2 separate regions of the Mustela erminea genome follow, and region 1 is linked to region 2. A link is a contact called in public Hi-C data. All regions are on one chromosome and are shown on one strand. Each heading gives the region's core, a stretch centred on a gene start, on an enhancer-like site or on the middle of the called end of the contact. The rest is flanking DNA. Distances are from core to core; before and after follow the strand shown.

Region 1 (7,352 bases), core at 1,164-3,663, 190 kb after region 2:
GAGCACTTTGGTAGGCTTGAAAATTGCAGGTGTCCCCTACTTTTTGCAAGTTCAAGTTATGCCACTTTGGTTTATGAAACACCTACATTAGTACAGGTATACCTCAGAAATATTGCAGGTTTAGTTCCAGACCATTGGAACAATGATAATACCACAATAGAGTGATTCAAGTGAGTTTTTTGGTTTCCCAATGTGTATAAAAGTTATGTTTACACAATATTATAGTCTATTAAGTGTGCAACAGTATATCTGAAAAAGTACTTACCTTGATTAAATACTGCTAAAAATGCTAACCATTAATAAAAAAAATTAAACCCAAAGATATATATACCTTGTCATCAAAATCTACAAAAGAAAATACAGATGGACATAAAAATTTAAATGTAATATATTTTTGGAACAACACGGCATAGTTGGAGATAGAAAGTTATAATTCAAAGGAGGTAAAGCCAGTGCAAACGTGCATTCAAGACAGAACATAAAGAAATGATTTAATGTTCCTAGGATCTGTTTCCACCTAACAAGTAACTGAGAAGGCAAAAGCTCTTGGTATACTGACGCAAGATATTTCAGTAATGAGGCTTAATCATTTGTTAATAAGTAGCTCATATGTTTGAAAATTTCATAATGTCATAATTTATTACTGTTGCTTTTGGAAGGATGGATTTCATGAGGCATCCAATTAAGAAATAAAATTTCCCACCTGGTAAGAAAAAGGCTAACTAATCATCTGAGCTTTCAGCAAGTTGTAATCACTAATTACAGATCACCACAACCAATATAATAATAATGGATAAATTTGCAATGTTGTATAATTACCAAAAGGTGACTCAGACACGAAGTGAAAAAATGCTGTGGGAAAAATGGCGCTGATAAATTTGCCTGACACCGGATTGCCACAATCTTCAGTTTGTAAAAAACCGCAATACCCGCGACGAGCATTAAAGCCAAGCACCCTAAAACTTGGTATGCCTGTAAATGTTTTCCCTAAGCGTAAGAAATCCGAAGAGCCTTTTAGCTTTAAAAAAAAAAAAAAAAAAAAAAAAAAAAGGAAAATAGCTTTCACTGTTCCGCCGCTGACTCCGGTGGAGGCAACACGTCTAGAAGGGAAAGTGGCACCACCCAGCTCCTTCCCTGGGAACTACACTCAGCATGAAGCCACCATAGATTTGAATTGTGTCTTTGAAGCTCTGTGCTTTTTTTCTCTATGTATTTTGTTCATATCTTAGCAAGATGTGTCCTACTGTATCAGAAAAGCCTAAGAGAGATTATTTTGGGCGTTTGGGACCACTCAAAAAATTTTCCATAATAATTAATGATAATTGTTTCTTCCCTTTATTTACTTCAGCTTAGGAAAGATTTCATAAGACTTCTTTCGGAAACAGGTGTTTAGGGGGAGGGGACCTGTAGTCTTAGCCATGCAAATTGAGTATGGAGGAATACGGATGAACCGGAGAGTGAGTAGGATTGGCTCTATGTTTAAACGCCCGAGCTGCTCAGGAGCTTTTCCAGTACTTGTCAGAATAACCTCCATTAGCAGTATCCTGGTTGGGGCAAAGTTGTGACTAGTCTAAAAACGGTCTCATCTTGTCAGACAAAGTAATTAAAATATCCCTATACTTAATCGGGTCAAGAAATGGAGTAAAACATGAGATATCTTTGTAGTGGTAGATCCAGACTCATTAAAGAGGTAAATTCATAACAGGGATGAGGCGTGGGAAGGTGGAGTTTGCAAGGCAGGTTCCTGGAGAAGCCAGGCTTGGGTTTGGTTCCAGAAGTGACTCCAGCGAGAAAGGCTGGGTAACCTTAACGTTTCAATCCATTTCGTACTGGTACATCTTTACTCCCAACTTTTTCCAGGTGTCTTTGCAGCCTGCCTAAGCACCACCGACCTCCCTCCTCTTGCAGCTCCGCCCCAGCTCTGTCACTTTCACTGCCCGCTCCTTCAACCACGCCCCCGGCTTCTGGACCAAAGTTCGGACCAATACAGTTGCACCCCACGGGTCACAGGACCAGAGAGGCCAGCCAATGGGAGACCAACTGTAACCGCAAAGAGGAGATGTCTTTTAGTGGCATCTTTGGGCCAATAAGGAGCAATGATTCCGCGCCCACTGTGGGCGCGTAACAGAGGACGCGCGGCTTCCTGAAACACGTGACCAGCCCGCTGAAGCCGCCTAGCCCCACCTCCTGGTCTGGAGGTAACGCGATGGCCACGCTTCCAATGGCTCGCAGAACCTCTCGTCACGTGCAGTTTTTGCAGGCCCAGCGGCCTCCGGGAGATCATGTGACAGTTGACGTTGCCGCGGCGCTCCCCAATGGGAAAAAAAGAGCTGCCTTGGCAGGACCAAGAATTGATTTGTGGCCACGAATAACAGCACGGCCGGGGCGGGGATAGCCTATCACGTGCTTGCGGGACGGAATCGGGCGGGGTGGGCCACTGGTTGCGGGGCGAGCTGGGCGCGAGGCGCGCAGGCGCCCTGGGGACCCGGTAGCGGCGGCGGCGGTGGCTGCGGAGACGGCAGCGGCGGAGAGAGCCGGATCCTTGGCCGAAGCAGGAGGCGGTGGCGGCGGCGGCCATGGCGGCAGACGGAGAGCGATCCCCGCTGCTCTCCGAGCCCATCGACGGTGGCGCCGGCGGCAACGGATTAGTGGGGCCGGGCGGGAGTGGGGCTGGGCCCGGGGGAGGCCTGACCCCTTCCGCACCACCTTACGGAGCCGGTAAACATGCCCCGCCCCAGGGTAAGCCGGGGCGGGTCCGAGGTGTTCCCGGGGGGTACTCTCTAGCAGAGGGAGGGGGCGGGGCCTGGGGCGGAGGCGGGGCCCCAGCGCCAGGTGCGGAGCAGCTGCACCTGTGACTGGGTGAAGCTGTCTTTTTCTTTCGCAATTGCTAAGGAGCTTGGGAAAGGAAGGGGCTTCTAGGGAAGCACGGATTATAAGAAGCCCGCCGAGCTAGGTCAGCAGGGTTGCGGACGAAAAAGAGTTCCTTGACCCTTTGGAGCATCAGTGAGGTGTCTTCAAGTGATGCCACCCTCCTTTTTACTTTCCTCTTCAGCATTTCCCCCGTTCCCTGAGGGACACCCCGCCGTGTTGCCTGGGGAGGACCCGCCCCCCTACTCCCCTCTGACCAGCCCGGACAGTGGGAGTGCCCCTATGATCACCTGCCGAGTCTGCCAGTCTCTCATCAACGTGGAAGGCAAGATGCATCAGCATGTAGTCAAATGCGGCGTCTGCAATGAAGCCACTGTGAGTTATACATATCTATGAAATGGGCCCTGTTTCCTAGATCCGCTTTCTGATCCCTCGATTCTAGACCCTGACCTTCAGGTGTTAGCCAAGTGCTAGTCATGAAACCCCGGTTTCAGTTCCAGAAGTCTCACACTGTCAATTCCCCAGAAGCCACTCAACTGAAGATAATGTTTACCATCCTGTACCTTCATACCTGTTCTGGATACTTAAGCCTAGTTTTTATTTGTGAATCTCGTGTTATAATTTCATCTGTTTGTCCTGGCTAAAATCTTATTTCTCTGATCTCTCCTCAGAAGGTGTTTTTGGAGGAAATGGAAGGGATTGGAATTAGAGGTTTGCTTACCGATATCCTCATTATTCTCTAGCCAATCAAGAATGCACCTCCAGGGAAAAAATATGTTCGTTGCCCCTGTAACTGTCTCCTTATCTGCAAAGTGACTTCCCAGCGGATTGCCTGCCCTCGGCCTTACTGGTAAGAGACATAAAGTGGAGAAGGGCATCAGTGGGAAAAATTGGAAAGACGTAAAAGGGATGAATGTTTGCAGAGAACCTTGAGTTGAAAGAGCCTCATGTTTATTTAGAAAGAGGAAAATACTGCGGACTGTTGTATCTTTTAGAATATTATAGACATCTTTCACATCTGACAATAAAAAGATCGGGGTGAAATGGTGTCTTATAGGAAATAGTCTAGTGAGCTGGGTGAATTATCATGAGATAAAAGAGAAATTAGAGATCTGAAGTTTAAATTGTGTTATTCCTCAAATCCCTGGGGATAGGGTTGGGGTGGTATGGGGTATAGTACACGTACAGAGAAGTAGAGGAACTTAGGCCGGGAGTGGAGGGTGTGGAGGAGGGATAGTGTGGGGACCTTTAGGATTAAAAGTTATTTAAACGTAGTCATTTTCTTCTTTACAGCAAAAGAATCATCAACCTGGGGCCTGTGCATCCAGGACCTCTGAGTCCGGAACCACAACCTATGGGTGTCAGGGTTATCTGTGGACATTGCAAGAATACTTTCCTGGTGAGGAGGAATATTGGGAAGTCTTGGGAAGGAGGGGTAGAAACAGAAGTAATCATGAATGTATTTCTGAGTTATGATAATGAATCCTAAAAAGGCTTGTTCTAATTTCCCTTCTGTTCATTTCCTACCCTCCCCTGCCCCAAGGCCTTCATCACACATGGCCCTGCTTCTATTAATTGGTTCTCCCCTTTTTGTTCTCCATAGTGGACAGAATTCACAGACCGAACCTTGGCCCGTTGCCCTCACTGCAGGAAAGTGTAAGTGATTGGAGTGGCATTGTTGAGTGAGTAATTGTTGACATATGTGGGAAAATCTGCAGGGCCTTTGCAAACATCCATTTGTTTGCCTCCCCACAGGTCATCTATTGGGCGCAGATATCCACGAAAGAGATGTATCTGCTGCTTCTTGCTTGGCTTACTCTTGGCCGTCACTGCCACTGGCCTTGCTGTGAGTAATCTTGATCCAGCCCCTCTCAGTCTTCAGCCTCATCTCCATAGCCTAAGATTTGGGAAATGGCTACCTTAAAAACAGTGAAAGATTAACTGAGGGGGTTTTGTTTTAATGTGTAGGTGAACTGAACTTGAAGGTAATTGATAATCTTCATTGTTACTGTAGGAGTAAAAATCAGCCATCTTCTTTATGCAGAAGATAGGGCAGTGGAGAATTGGGTTAAATTAGAGTTCTTGTAAGGAAACCTGGCTCACCTGTCAGAAAAACTGACAGATGTCTGGGATTGTATAACTTATGTACTTGCCTAGGGGAAGGGAGCGGAACAAGTCTAAGAAGGTCCCTGAAGATGGATACACATGGATAGGGAACCAGGGATTGAAACTCCCAGTCTGTTACTATGATTTCTAGAAAATGTTAAGAGATCAACAGTAACCCCATCTTCCTTCTTCATCAGTTTGGCACATGGAAGCATGCACGGAGATATGGAGGCATCTATGCAGCCTGGGCATTTGTCATCCTGTTGGCTGTGCTGTGTTTGGGCCGGGCCCTCTATTGGGCCTGTATGAAGGTCAGCCACCCTGTCCAGAACTTCTCCTGAGCTTCATGACAACCCACAGACTGTGCCTGGCCCCTCCCTGGTGGGGACAGTGACACTACAAAGGGAACCGTGGTAAAAGGCTCCCTCGGCTTCTGTAAAGGGAGCCAAGCAGCTGCCTTCCTTTTCCCTGGGGAGAGGTAGGAAGGAACCAGGCCCTCACCTAGGTTTGGAGGGGTAGAGAAGACCACTGCTGGCCATCTGCTTTCCTCCAAGGGCTGCTGTTTAGGGTGAAATAGACAGAATGTTGCCCCTAAACCTGGGTCCCAGAAGAGGGTTCTAGCCTTGTCCTTCCTAATATGCTCCCTGAGAGCCATTCCTGTCCCTTAAACATTCCAGGGCAGGGTGGGGGTGGGTAGCCCTGGGGGTTCCCTCCCTCTTGTGCACCATTAGGACCTTGCTGCTGCTATTGCACTTCACCAGGGGCTGGCTCTGGCCTCAGTACCCTCAGTCTCCTCTCCCCCCATTCCGTGTCCTGGGGGGGTGGGGTCAGCCGCTGCTCTGTACAGAACCACAGGAACTGATGTGTATATAACTATTTAATGTGGGGTATATTCCCCTAGTCCTGTATTTCCCTTAATTCCTCCTTCCAACCTTACCCCCTAGTTGGAGTATTTAACTGGGCTGGGTAGGGTTGCTGTCTTGGGGGAGGCTAGGGATTCATCCTGTGCTTGTAAATAAATACGGTCATGACTATCCTTTTCTAGTTGTTTATCTTTATATGTAAAAAACGAGGGGAATTTGTAGCCCTATGAAGGGGTAGAATACAAAGACAGCAAGGCTGAAACTATGGCTCTTTATTTTCATGTGGACAGTTCAAAGGAAGTCATCAGTAGCTTTTTTTAATGTAAAAAAATTGGGAGGTTTAAAGAAAAGCATCAGTAGTAGGCTGGTTGAAGGATTTGTATTGTTAGAAGGGAAATACAGTGCACATATTTCTAGAGAGCAGTTTTTAAAGATGTTTTGGGGAGGTTAAGTTTTAAAGCTAAATTGGGGGGCTTATTTCCCAGGTTTAAAGTAATTTAGGGATGGTGTCACAGTGCTAAGTATAGGGTGATAGGACAGTGGTCACTACCCAGGGCCTTGGAACGGATCTTGCTGTCACACAATGCAGGTAACAGAGAGTGAGACAACAAAAAGTAATCAAGGCGCCAACCGACATTTTTGGATCGAGCATTCATCATATAGGTCCAAAAGGTATAGGCATAGGCCGTGTTGGGGTAGAGGTGCCGGAAACTGTCAGCCAGTGGCACGGCCTGTAGTAATTCCCCAAAGCCTTGACGCTCTTGTGGAGTGAAGCCAGCATTCTTTTTGTTTCCCTTGGGGTTGCGAAGGTCGATTTCTTCATGAGCCACATTGAGGTCCCCACATAGCACAAGGGGCTTGCGGGAAGCTAAACCCTTCAGGAATTTGCGAAAGGCTTCATCCCAGCGCTGCCGGTACTCCAAGCGTACCAGACCTCGGCCTGCATTAGGTACATAGGCTGTTACCAGCACAAATGCATCAAATTCAGCCACGATCACTCGGCCTTCCTGATCATGTTCCTCTTCACCTACAGAAATGATGAAACAAAATCAGCATAAATAAGTGTAAGAAGGGGCCTCTGGGTAGCTCAGTTGTTAAGCATCCGCTTTCAGCTCAGGTCATGATCTCAGCATCCTGGGACTGAGCCCCATGTTGGGCTCCCTGCTCAGCAGGAAGCCTGCTTCTCCCTCTCTCACTCCCCCTGCTTGTGTTCCCTCTATTGCTGTCAAATAAACAAAATCTTAAAAAAAAAAAAGTGTAAGAAAAGGAAAAGCAATTCACATTAGGGGCTGGAGTAGGGTATTAGCCGTTGGATTGTAAGAGCTCAGGGATTAGGAATGAACAGGGTCTCACCAATGCCATAGGAGACTTTCAGGGGGCACTGGCGGGAAAGCAGGCCCACACCACTGTACCCCTCCTTGTCTGAAGGAGCTGACCAGTACTGATGGGATAGTCCAGGTAACTCTTGAAGTTCAACTGGTAGTTTGTTCTCTGAACATTTGGTCTCTTGGAGGC
Region 2 (7,072 bases), core at 3,833-6,332:
ATGTCCCGGGAAAGGAGTCATCCATAGAGAAGGACATGATGAGAGGAGGGAGAATGATGCCAAGGCTATAGAGCAGTGTCAGGCAAGGACTACAGTGTGCTCTGCTCACATCCCCTCTGACCCCGCCTTCTGGGGCCTAGAGGAAGGAGGGCACTGCAGTAACAACGTTCATAAAAATCAAGGTTGTTTCACTAAATCTATATAAGGTTCAGAAAGCATACAGCAAGTTAGTGTGAAGGAGCTCACTCTACGGTTGACCAGAGGTGGTATGGGAGTGGGGCGGGAAGTAAAGCACCTTCCCCACGGTGAGGATCCCTTTGCAGATTGAGGCACGTCTGGACAAGAGCTAGAACAACAGGTCAGACCATTTGCTTAATCAAAAAGGAAGAGGACACTGAGTGTTGGCACCTTCAGACATTTTTAGCAGCACAGGCCAGGTGCAGAGACAGACCTCACCCAGGGAGGTAGAGCAAAAAGAAGTAAATGGCAGCCTCTCTGTTTGGGTTAAAGGGGCTAGTTTGCAAATATGTTTACACCCCCTGGGAACTTCAGGAATGCTCAGAGAAGAATGTGAGCTGATCTGGAGATTTTACAGCATGGGTGGGATGGATCTGGCTTTACTTTAGGTTGGCAAACGGGCCATTAGCCATCATCTTTTGATGATTAATTAATCTTCTTGAATCTCCACTAGATGGAACCCTTAGAGAGAAGAATAATTATGTCACTCATTTCTGCATTCTTAGTATCTCAAAGAGTGGCTCACTCCTAGGCCCCAAGTTCTTCTTGTTAGCCCTCAGTGCTTCTATAAATGTGCCATCTGGTCTCACTTTGGAGATCCCAACCATACAGATTCTCCTGGCTTCTGTTAAGACTTGCAGGCACAATTGGGTTTCGCAACAGTTAGCAAACAAGGTAGGCCTAATTCCCAGGTAGAACTGGAAGGCTTCCAAGGTTCCCAGGAAAACTCTGCTTCTGGCATTAGTGGTAAAACCTGACCTTCATTTCTTAGGTATTGGTCCCTATTCTAATGTAAAAATCTATAGGAGGATTAACTCCTTAAACAGGCTGTGATTCACACATGCTTGTGCATTAGCTGTAGAGGCTGTCCTAAGAATGGTTTTTGGAGGAGGTGCCTGGGAGCTCAGTTGGTTAAGGGTCTGCCTTGGCTCAAGTCACGATCCAGGGGTCCTGGGATCAACCCCCACATAAGGCTCCCTGCTTGGTGGGAAGTCCGCTTCTGCCACTCCCTACTGACATACTCTCACTCTCTCTCTCACATAATTAAAATCTTTAAAAATGAATAGATTTTGGTAGCTGAAGTGGCTTGAGGATTTGAGGAGGAGGAAAAGTAGACAGCATGGCAAACCTGGAAAAAACAAACTTCAGTGGCTTTTCAGCTGTGGTAAGGCACAGTTCTGCCTTGCTTCGCTTTTTTCCCCTGCCCTCTTCCCTTTTTCCTACATCTCCACCCAAATTCTGAGCTAAAAGGAAAAAAGTCTGAGGAAGTGAAAAAAGGACCAAGCACACAGCCACAAACTACCTCTCCCTCAGTACCTGGTGCCTCAGAGTTACTGAAGTCTCTGGAAAGGAAGGGACAGGTGTCTCTGCCCATACAATTGTTCTGCCAAACACCAAAGTTCAAAGTCCTTTAGGTACAGAGAGATTATTCAACAAGAAGACGTGGGGCTCGCTGAGTGGGGCCTCTACTGGTATCTAACAGAGCACCCGAATGCGGACTTTCCTTTTGTGGGCAAACCCTAACTATTTGAGTGGTACCTATTTTAAATTAATCATGTATCACTTTTTTAAAAGAGGCTGAAGAACTGAATTCTAAAGAGATACAAGCCTGTCGTTTGGTGGGGAAGACACTGCCAGGCCCATACAACATCCTTAAGACCTCAGCAATCCCAGACTACAGAAGAAGCTGCTCACTCCCAAAGTCTGTGGGGATCAAGATGACTTGAGCAACAGGCTTGAGTAAATCTCTGGTAAATCACCTGAAGGCAGAGATAAGGTACTCCATTCCAGCATCACACACCCATACACACACTCACACACACACACAGTCCCATGGCTTGAAACACCAATTCAAACACCAACTCACACAAACAGATCAGCTTCTGATGTTAGCTTTATTCTGTGGTGCTGGGGAGCAGCCTCTAGTGTCTGAACACAGCCAGGTCACTTTCTGGCCTCCGGGATTTCACTTGAAAACTTGGGGAGAATTCACAGCCTCCCCCACGCAAAAAAACAAAAAACCAGTTAGGTGAATGGTGAGTGGTTAATTGTTTTTCTTTCTTTTATTTTCTTTTTTTTTTTTTTTTTTTCCATCTTGGCACAATGAGGTTTTGATGAAACAGAAAATAAAGGTTTGGGGAAAAAAAGTTTGACTATTTCATTAAAATGCCTCTAAGTGCTTATTCATTTGTATTGCAAACTACCTAAAACAAGGAGTATATATATATATATATATACATATATATATATATATAAAATCTTCAGTAATTTTAATAGGTGTAAAGCAATTGTCAATTGAAAAAAGCCCAATCATATATTTTTTAAAAATGTTTTGACAGCTTCAACTTAAAAGTCATCATCCTTTTCCTGAAAATTTTCCTGTGTCTCTTCTTCACATCTTGCACATAGACACAGGCAGCCCAGGGTTCTTCTTCTAAGGACTCAAGTGCTGGTGTCCTTTACCCTTTATACAGAGTACATATGTTTAATTCTGTCCTTAAGACAAATTATAAAATTAGGTGATGGAGAGAAGTGACTAATCTTTTCATTTGTTTGAACTCTAACATTTTTTTTAGGTTTATAAGCATGAAATTAATTTACTAACAGAACTAATGGTTAAAAGAGGATGAAGATCCAATGAAAAGAAGGATAACATCTCCAGGAGTGGGAGACACTATGGCTATGGGAGAATGGGCCAAAGTCTTGTTGACATGCCTGTGTGTTTTCAAACAAAAACAGAAGTTACACATTCACTTTTCAACAAACTGAGCTTTGTGCCCATTCTCTTTCCCAGATTTCAAGGTGTTCTGCTGAGAATAACTGTTAACAGAGATTGCTCTTCACTTAAATTCAGATTAAATAAAAACTTTTTTTTAAAGATTTTTTTATTTATTTGACACACAGAGAGAGAGAGAGAGAGAGAGATCACAAGTAGGCAGAGAGGCAGGCAGAGAGAGCGGGGGAAGCAGACTCCCAGCTGAGCAGGGAGCCCTATGTGGGGCTCAATCCCAGGACCCAGAGATCATGACCTGAGCCAAAGGCAGAGGTTTAACCCACTGAGCCACCCAGGCACCCCTAAATGAAAACTTTTAATGAGGGGTTTCATTGGCCTGCTTCGGTCCACTTTCTTAGCCATCTACTTTAATTTCTGAATCACATGGGCAAATGCTTCCAACAATAACTTGACAAATCTCTTACCTTTGCCTGATTGTAACCTGACATCTGCTCTTGCACCAATAGCCAGAGCCATTCTTCTTTTCCTGGAATAGTTTCCCCATCTGTTCTGCCAAACTACATAGCTCTTGTCCACATTAATAGAGTACCTTCTTTTCTATAAGTACCATCTTACTACCACCCTGCCACCCCAAGAAGTCATAGAATAAGAAAGAGGGAGACCTGGAGGACTATCTCTCAAGGCCTCATAGAACAGATGAGGATACTGAGGTACAGAGAAAGAAAACATGTACTGCACCAGGAACATCTGGTGTTCCAGGGACTAGAAGCTTTCTAATGCACCACATAGGTTTCATAGTCCACACTAGCAATTTCTAGAAAAATAAAGCTAATTTTAAAGATGCCACCGAAAGCTGCTGTTTGAGGAAAACCTACTGAATATTCCATGAATTTCAATAATATTTTATCTGTAAAAAGAGTTGCTTATAATAAAGTGTGTGTAACAAAATTATCCTTCTGCACAGTTAGTAACTGTGTTGTTGGTAGTTCTTTGAATACCTAAGACTGCTTCTGGGAAGTTGGCCAGTGCTGTTCAGATAATAATACCACTTGAGTTTCTAGTGATTATATTTATGACTTGATTATAAGGTTAGGGACACAAAGGGAGGGTCTTGCCTCATTTGAGATTTCCCTAGTCCCCAGAATGATGCTGAAATTGTTTTTACTGTCCTTCTTGAATAAAGATGTTCTCTTTTGCCAATGTGTTACCATATGACACGCTGTCTCAGAGTAAAAAGACTGAGGATCCCAACACTTTAGTAAGAAAGCTTAAAGAAGAGCCTGTTGGCAGTGAATCCTGTAATTTTGCAACATTGGCTGCGGGTGGGGAGAGAGAAGTGAGTCACCAGAAAACAAAAACGCAAGCCCCACAAGGCAGTTATGCTGGCAAAAACTGGACAAGGCCTAAATCTGGCGATCCACCTGGGTACCAAGTAAAGAATCCTTGGGTTTGGGCAAGTGCAGGCCTTCCCGGGCCTCCACCCCGTTCGCCAGTTCCGCGCCCTCTTCTGACCCTACATTCTAGGCGCTAGACTTTCCCGAAGCCGTCTTTGCTTCGGGAAAGTCTAGCGCCTAGAATGTCTCTGCTCGGCTGCGGGAAGTAAATCTCAGGGTAGAAATGTAGAGTCGCTAACTCATAAAAGAACAAGACTTTGGACCTTCCTTCGTACTCCTGAGCGGCTCCAACGCGGTTCTGCAAACGCCTCCCCGAGGAGTCCCACACTGTCTCTGCTAAGAAGGGGCTCCTCGGGCCAAAACGCTCTTGGTAAAACTACTGAGGAGGAGGAAAGAGAGCAGGATGTGAACCCACCTCGGCCTGGAACGGGGCTGCAGAAACGCGCAGGACAGCGGAAAGAAGTTTTTCTCACGGCTTCTTCCCCTACCTGTAGGATGATAGGGAGCAGGTAGAAAACGCAAAGACTTCCTTTTAAATCTTGCTTTGGATCCTGGGTGGGGTCGGCATACGTGTGTGTACAGGAACGGACGGGGCACGCAGCAGGGAGAGGAAGGCGACGGGGGAGCCTCGGTGCAGTTGGGACCGCGCCCTGTTTCTCCCCGGACGCCCCTCCCGCCTAGACCCGCCTCTGCAGTGGGCGCGGCGGGCGGGCCCTGCCTGAGAAAGGAGAGGGCCTGCAGACCCGAGCCCCACGCACCTCCAGGGACAACGGGCCTGGGGACACCAACCCCTGCTCTTGGGAGCGAGGCGGTCCCTCCGAGGTGTCAGCTGGCGGTTAGTCCAGGAGACCAGGCGGTTTCTCCCTGCACAGCTCGTCAGCCCTCTGTGGCATTCGTTGGTTCAGCGCACCTCTTGTGCAGAACAGTCGGAAAGCGAGGACGTTTGTAGAGATCTGAACTTTTGCATAGTTTCGAGGGCAGGAGAAAAAAAAAAACAAGGGCTCGTCCGGGATTTGAACCCGGGACCTCTCGCACCCAAAGCGAGAATCATACCCCTAGACCAACGAGCCGATGCGACAAGAATGGCTTTATTTTCTCTGAACAGTACTTTCTAGTGTGCAGTTGGCCGCCAGGCTGTTTCCGAGCTTCGTCCTGCATTGTGACATTTACTTTTGGCCTTGCTTCGTTGTCTCTCATTTTCATGAAGTCTCACTCCTTTGAAGCCTGGCTCGGCCCTAGCCTCGCTTATTCTCCCCGATCCACATCCTGGACCCCTCCAGGGGCCGGATGGGGTGAGGAGGGTCAGTTTCCAGACCTCGCGCCGCGTGGGTGAGCTCCACCGAGCACTGCCGGACGGCTCTGGGCGCGAGCTCGAGCGCTACGGGAGCGCGGCGGGAGCGCGGCGGGAGCGCGGCGGGAGCGCGGCGGGAGCGCGGCGGGAGCGCGGCGGGAGCGCGGCGGGAGCGCGGCGGGAGCGCGGCGGGAGTCCGAGGACCCGAGCGGAGCTCGCTTGCGAGCCTGGAGGGTCCTGAGCCTCAGGCTGGACGCGCGGGAAGCGTGTCAGTCTGCTACCACGTCGAACGAGCCTAACATCCTAGGCGGGAAATGGTGGGCATCAAAATCCCAGGAGCCCGATTTGGTGGGAGGTGCGCCAGTCTGGCGTGTGTTCGGATGGTCCAGGCCCTGAAGGAGAATCAAGGGTTCCATCTCCCACCTTTGTTTCACTTGTTCCCTCGGTCTGGAATTCTTCGTCACAGCCAAATTCGCGTCAGATCCTGTTGGCCCTTCCTGTTCTGGCCCAAAATCTTTTTTGTAGAACTACAGATATGTATAAAAAGATAAACTAAAGCTGCCGTGTAAGGACCTCCCCCTGAATGGCTGTGTGTATGGAAGGGGGCGGACGCTCGGGTCGGGGGTCCCAGTCCAAGCGGTTTTTTCCTCAAGGTGGAGTCGCTCCGGGCGCACCACGCAGACAGCGCACACAGCGTTTATATATAATGTTCTGTATCAACGAGTGGATCAACTAGAAGCCAAAAGAATCATGTGAGGGGACGTTAACTCAAAATTCTCCCAGCTGGCTGACAGAGTTGGCTCACACTCGCCACCTCACTAAGAAACTGCCCAACGGGATCCATTTGTTCATATATGCTTGGAGAGCTCAAACTTTCTCTTGGGGACAGGAATAAGGTCTGGAGAAGTCGATTCCAGAAGACAAAATGCCCCACAGGAAACAAGTGGTAGTCGACTGCAAACCCCAAAACTGCAGCTCCTCCTTCGAGCCGGAATCGAACCAGCGACCTAAGGATGACCACACAGAAAGCGCGCTACAGTCCTCCGCTCTACCAGCTGAGCTATCGAAGGGGGTACGAGTTTTTCCTCTCTAGAGTCACCTATTCAGGACACCTACAAATAGGGGCGCGGGAGAAACAATCTACAGAGGCGTGGACATCGCAGGGTCACAAAGCCAGCCTCTGAGAAAGCCCCGCCCGCATTTCTGGGGACAACCCTTCTAGAGCCGGATTCCCCGACCGCACGGAGGGGCTTCCAAAGCAGGACAACCCGTGGGCTCCTCACAGGCACCCCCAGACCCGGTACATCACGAGGCCGCCCAGGTCTGGGGGCATCTGCTCGCCCGGGGGCGGTTGGCTGCCGTAAGCGCGCAGCCCGGGACCTCCCGCCGCGATGTGTGCGGCGTGGAAGCCGCCAA

What was found. Hi-C and Micro-C count contacts between places; a contact is called where the count stands out from the background.
Region 1: a contact with region 2 is called in a Hi-C map of spleen, with 6 times the contacts expected there. The contact joins the promoter of PIP4P1 here to the promoter of RNASE4 in region 2. A contact is called at or near these places in 2 of 3 Hi-C or Micro-C datasets (skeletal muscle and spleen).

What each region holds. Positions count from the first base shown.
Region 1 is chr5:51,837,278-51,844,629 of mMusErm1.Pri, forward strand. It overlaps PIP4P1 (type 1 phosphatidylinositol 4,5-bisphosphate 4-phosphatase), which reads left to right and starts at 2,414. Exons shown (of 7, transcript XM_032343146.1): 1 at 2,414-2,739; 2 at 3,053-3,243; 3 at 3,612-3,718; 4 at 4,162-4,267; 5 at 4,472-4,524; 6 at 4,624-4,714; 7 at 5,172-5,479. The coding sequence starts at 2,577. The coding sequence ends at 5,315. It overlaps APEX1 (DNA-(apurinic or apyrimidinic site) lyase), which reads right to left. Exons shown (of 5, transcript XM_032343142.1): 4 at 7,191-7,352; 5 at 6,095-6,864. The coding sequence ends at 6,347.
Region 2 is chr5:51,646,636-51,653,707 of mMusErm1.Pri, forward strand. It overlaps RNASE4 (ribonuclease 4), which reads right to left and starts at 5,083. Exons shown (of 2, transcript XM_032343137.1): 1 at 4,854-5,083. LOC116590816 (ribonuclease K3-like) reads right to left here and starts at 4,853. Exons shown (of 3, transcript XM_032343134.1): 1 at 4,781-4,853. It overlaps TRNAP-UGG (a tRNA gene), which reads right to left and starts at 5,435; the gene lies at 5,364-5,435. It overlaps TRNAY-GUA (a tRNA gene), which reads right to left and starts at 6,726; the gene lies at 6,636-6,726.